Linked DNA regions of Mus musculus: region 1 is linked to region 2. A link is a contact called in public Hi-C data. All regions are on one chromosome and are shown on one strand. Each heading gives the region's core, a stretch centred on a gene start, on an enhancer-like site or on the middle of the called end of the contact. The rest is flanking DNA. Distances are from core to core; before and after follow the strand shown.

What was found. A called contact is a pair of places that touch in the nucleus more often than the background predicts.
Region 1: a contact with region 2 is called in a Hi-C map of the N1E-115 cell line, with 1.9 times the contacts expected there. The contact joins the enhancer-like site here to the promoter of Gucy1b1 in region 2. A contact is called at or near these places in 8 of 484 Hi-C or Micro-C datasets (CD4 T cells, the HL-1 cell line, the N1E-115 cell line and 5 more).

What each region holds. Positions count from the first base shown.
Region 1 is chr3:82,193,450-82,196,149 of GRCm38.p6, reverse strand. The region is part of intron 2 of Gm29921 (a long non-coding RNA gene); the gene reads left to right. Among named protein-coding and RNA genes, the nearest start is that of Gm29921, 42 kb to the left of the region's middle. Within about 2 kb of position 1,394, at least 5 of the 459 cell types and tissues checked have an H3K27ac peak or open chromatin away from gene starts, as enhancers often do. A contact at or near this core is called in the N1E-115 cell line and cortical neurons, where this site is marked.
Region 2 is chr3:82,073,293-82,075,992 of GRCm38.p6, reverse strand. Gucy1b1 (guanylate cyclase 1, soluble, beta 1) reads left to right here and starts at 1,282. Exons shown (of 14, transcript NM_017469.4): 1 at 1,282-1,421; 2 at 1,922-1,995. The coding sequence starts at 1,419.

The DNA.
Region 1 (2,700 bases), core at 145-2,644, 120 kb before region 2:
CAAGATTGGCAGATACAAATGCATTAAATTATTTAACATAATTTGTGGAGAGTACATATGATTATGAATTAGGAAAATTACAGTAATGTAATTTGTGGGGAGTACATATGATTATGAATTAGGAGAAGGCTTTCAGAAAAGGAGATGTGTTTGTCTACGTTCACTTCCAGATAGTGCCTGGCCTCATGTTCTTCAATCCTTTATGAATAAAGACTCGGTAGATTGTTCATTCATACCTGTGCAGATACCTCTTGGTAATATTTTCTTTTGTATTTACTCTTGAAAGTTTGATACCACTAAAACGTTAAGGTGACAAATTATATATCCATGTATTCAAATAATTTTATGACTTTATCCTTAAAATTAATAACTCTTTTCAATTGAGAGCAAATGAATTTCATTTACAGGTTTTCTTTTCTAATATTAAAGCACTTCAAGTAGTTAATGTGCTGGACTTAAATATATATTCTGAAAGAGTCTAGTACGTTTTGTAAGAATTAAAACAGACGTGTTCACATGTGTATAATATTTCGAGATTTGTTATTCAGATTATGACACTTTAATAAAAATGGAACAGTATTCAGACAAAAATAATGAATAGTATAGTATCTTTAATAGTGGCCAGATGTTGTAGTGCCATTTGATATGTGTTAGCTTCTTTGCTTACCACAGCAATCTTTCGACATATAAAACAAAGCCTGAGAGGATAAAGAATTTTCACTATTAGGACTTAGGGCCAAGTGGTTCAGTTTCAAGGAACAAATATTTCAACATTAAATCAAATTAACTCCAATATGAAATCTGATTGCCAACAAGTGAAGAGAGAACAAAGGAGCTTACAGATTAACATTCAGTCAAGCATATTTAAGTATATATCTACATATGTATAAGCTATGACGTATATAGCTGTGTCTGTACAACAAGGACACCCAGTCACCCAGTCATTACTCATTCCATCATGTTTTTGACTCTTTCCTTGTGTCTGAGCTTTTCCAAGTGTTTGTCACAATTGCCTTTGATCCTTAGAACAGAAGCCCCTTGATGGCCATCTTAAGACAATGGTCCCAGAATTGTCATCTTAGCAGCAGAGATCTAGTAGGCAGCAGAATGGCTGAGCACAGTTGGTCCAGAAATAATGGCCTGAGATAATGAGCATTCAGACCATGGCAGTACTAGCCTGTCCTGAATAGAAACTCCCAGTGATTGCCTTTCTTTCTTTGTTTACTCGGAGATTGCTATAATACTGAAAGATAAACTTCAGTCATTGGCCCTATGTTCTTGGAGTGATCATATTTTTAAATCTCGTTTCTTTTATCACCATTCCATGCCTGTTTGCTTAGCTTTCTAGAATGAATGGCTAGCTGGTTTTATGGGGCAGGCCTTCCTTAAGTAAGCATTTTCTCCCTGTTGTCTGCACATACTATTTACGTACATGGCATTTAATGTGCTGGAATGTCGTGTATTCCCTTCTCAGTTCTGAGTCACCTGACTGGTCCCTGTTCACTGAAGCCCTGAGGAAACCTTGCACAATCACTTGAGAGTTATTTTCAAATCTCACATTGCGTATGAGAAGAAACAGTGGTTTTGAATATGAAGTATGTTCATGCTTCAGATAAAATGAACCCATACCTAGAGAGTGGAGACAACAGAGTTGGTTGCTTTGGACCTTGCCAGCTTTTAATGACAAGTGCAGGCCTCTGTAATAATGCAGGCCTGCACTATTATCATGATCATCTGCAGCCGGAAGGGAAGAGTGCCTGGCTCTGCCAATTTCTGTGGAACAGAACTGAGAAGGTGTGTGTTTTTATATGCCTAACGACAAAGCTTACAAGTGTTACTATAGCACCCATCTCAGCAAAGTCATGCCCAGGAGCTAATAGAGAGGAAAATGGATAAGGTCATTTAGTGGCCAAGCTTCACTAACCTTATCATGGAACTCTCCTTATCAAGATCACAAGGGAGCCAAGGGAGCTATAATGATCACACACACTAATTCAGATGGACTTGATAGACTCTGTGTTTTCCATCCCTTGTCCTACCCCTTCTCTTTGTCTGTCAGTCAGACCTGTTACTTATGTCTAATGAATAAGACAAGGTAAAGGAGATGGTGTGTTTCCCATTGATGCATTACATTACAGAGCATTCTGTCTGCCTAGCATTCCCCACATGTACCTTTAAGCAAAAGAGGACCACAGAGTAAATAGAATTATTGGAGAAATCTACTGGCAGCTTTCCTACCAATCTAGGTCACAGTCACTAATCCCTTGAATTTGTTCCAGGTCTATGGCAGGCCAAACATAGCACTATGTATTTGTTTGTTTGTTTTGTGTTATTTTGGCATGGCCTTGTCCAACATCAGAATTTCTCTTCCCAATTAAAACTTTATGGATTTTTTTTCATCAGTTTGAGTAAAGTATCAGCAGAACCTTAGATGGGCCTTACCAAAACATGATCCCCAAAAGTAGGCCTCTTATTAGACCCTACCTATTAAATGATCCATAATCAACATTTCTCAATAACAGCATGCCCAGGTAACCAAGTGCTAGACACATGGACTGCTGGAAGATGCCCAGACCTAAGTTCACTTTTTCTTGCCCTGTTTACTAATATGGCTTCCTTGTTCTGCTTTTTAGATTTCTTTTTCAGAATATGGCCTCCTTTCCTCTCTGTTTTTTTTTTTTTTTTTTTCTGCTGTCCTCT
Region 2 (2,700 bases), core at 33-2,532:
GAGAGAAAGAGAGAGAGGGGGAGGAAGGAAGGAAGAGAGAAAGAAAGAAAGAAAGAAAGAAAGAAAGAAAGAAAGAAAGAAAGAAAGAAAGAGGGAAGGAGAAAGGGAAGGAGGGAAGGAGGGAGGGAGGGAGAAAGACATACTGGAGAGGGATGAAATGTTCACACATTTGTAATGGGCCCTTGGATGGATGGATGGATGGATGGATGGATGGGTGGGTGGGTGGGTGGACTGATGGACAGACAGACAAACAGACAAAACAGAAATACAAGACAAATCTAAAACTTCTGGAATTCTAACTCCTGGGTTGTAATATGGCCTGTCCTGTAAAGTTCACAGACAAGATGGCTTAACGTTTTGCTCACAATTATGTTTGCACATGAAGTATCTATCCTCCAAGAAGATACATGAAGTATCTATCCTCCGAGAAGGTACTTGAGAGCATATTCCCCAGCTGGGAAATACCAGTTTGGAAACTTCTGGAAGCCTTTTTGGAGTTTGTAAGTAGACCACTGTGGGTGTCCTTGGGAACTGTAAGCCTCTACTGGGCCCACCTGTGTGTCTCTGTAATGAACTAAACAGCCTCGGCCATTCTCTCAGCCACCATGGAGTTGGGCTGTTCCACACGCCCCAAAGCAACGGAGACAAAAAAAAAAGCGAAAACAAAAACAAAAAACGATGGATCTCTAAAAACCACAGGCAAAAACATGAATTCTGCTGGTTAATGTCAGGTATTTTGTCTCAATGGCAAAAAGTCTAATGCAGTTGCTAAACCTCTTGTATATTACAAAACATCTTAGTTTGTGCACTTGATTATTAACTTAATTGACTAAAAGTAAAAATGTTAATTTTGTAGGATTAGCTATGTTTGCCAGCTGTTGCTAGGTAAAGCAACAGAGGAAATGTTTATGTGCATAACTACAAAAAACATGACGATGTTAATCAACACTGGGCGCGCGCGCGCGCACACACACACACACACACACACACACACACACACACACACACGCCCAAGCTCTAGGACATTAGAACAGATGTACGAGGATGACAATGACAATACCCCATCCATGCTGGAAGGAGCACAGCTGGTTCTGTTCTATCTGCCTTAAGGCCTCAAAAGAAATGACTTGTCACCAGACTGGGGCGGGAAAATGTTTGAGCACAGTAGCTCTGAGCCCATCTGAATTCCCTCCTCTGTCACTGATTGGCTAAGATATGGGAAGAAACAGCGCCCAGCCTCCTGCGGCTCCACTCGTCATTGGCTGAGAAGAGGTGGCAATCAGAGTTGGCCGAGACTGATGCCCTAGCTTCAGCTCTGTGCTGGTCTGGGAGCACTGTCGCCGCTGTAGTCGCTGTCTGGGTCCCTTCCGCGGTACTCTTGCCTGGAAGCTGCTTCCTAGGCTCCGGGCGCGGACACCATGGTGAGTGCTGTCAGGATGGTCAGCGGAACATCACACCTGAGCGGGTGGACCTTGACTGGCTAGAGAGCTGGCTGAGATGCAGAAACAAGCCCCAGGGCACACAGAGCGGAGGGCCGCGAGGAACAGCGCTTTTGGTGGGAGGTGGGGACATATGATCTGCTGGAGTGCTCCGAGTCTCTGGGTCTGGTTGGGTCCCCACCACTCAACCCCAGCCTCCAACTTCTGGGGATTCTGGGTTCCACGGGCAGGGTGGTGTGGGAAGCTCAGGGCTCAGGTTCCTGAGCTACCCCTGTTGCACCACGGTGACAGGTGAGCAGGGGTAAGAAGATGGGGGAGGGGAAAGGGACGACGAGAATTCAAAGATCCCGCAGAGTCCCCCCTTTTAGAATAGGGTACCCGAAAGCTTATCCTGAAGGCGAATGACAGGTCAGAGGCACCGGGTGGAAGACCGGGTTGCAAGGCGCGGGTCCTTGACCACGGTCTCTCTCTCTGCCCTTCAGTACGGTTTCGTGAACCATGCCCTGGAGCTGCTGGTGATCCGCAATTATGGTCCCGAGGTGTGGGAAGACATCAAGTAAGTGAACAGCCCCGCTCCCAGGGCCGCGCGTTGGCACCGAGCCCGCGCCCGCCCGCTTCCCTGGCTGCTCCCAGCAGGGTCGTGGTGCGCATCCTCCGGTCTCCTCTCCCACGCTCCGAAGCCGGGACCAGGAGAGGAGGGTAGGCCGGGGCGTGGCCGCGTGATCAAGCCCCTTGGGGTCGCTGCGGCCTCTTCACCCGGACTGAGCGTGGGAACACCCAGACAGGCAGAGCACTGTGACTCCCAGGCCAGGTTCAGAGGGTTGGCTAGCTCCCATGCAAGGGGACCTGGGGGCTTCCTGGGCCTCTGCAAGGTCTTAGGATCAGAGGCAGGAAATGAACAGAAGATTCGCTTTCTTTTGCGATTTGCACACCAGGAACACGTAATATGGTTAAATCATTTGGTTATGGTATAGTACACTCAAAGATTATTTCTCCAGTAAGTCATGAGAAACCGATATGTAATAAAGGGACATTTTCCCTTTAACTTGCCCAAATCACCCTTGCTTTGCTGTGTTTTCTTCTGGCAACCCTAGCAGGGCATCCTAGTTTCTGTAGAGCTTTGAGTCTGGTACTCAGATAAGACGAGAAAATAGACTTATCTGAGATTTTAAGGCCCAAGGCATCTCTTAAGCTTTCTGTAGGTCTAAGGAGGAGGTTTATTGGGGATTGAAGCCAGAACCTTGTCCTTGACAGGCAAACA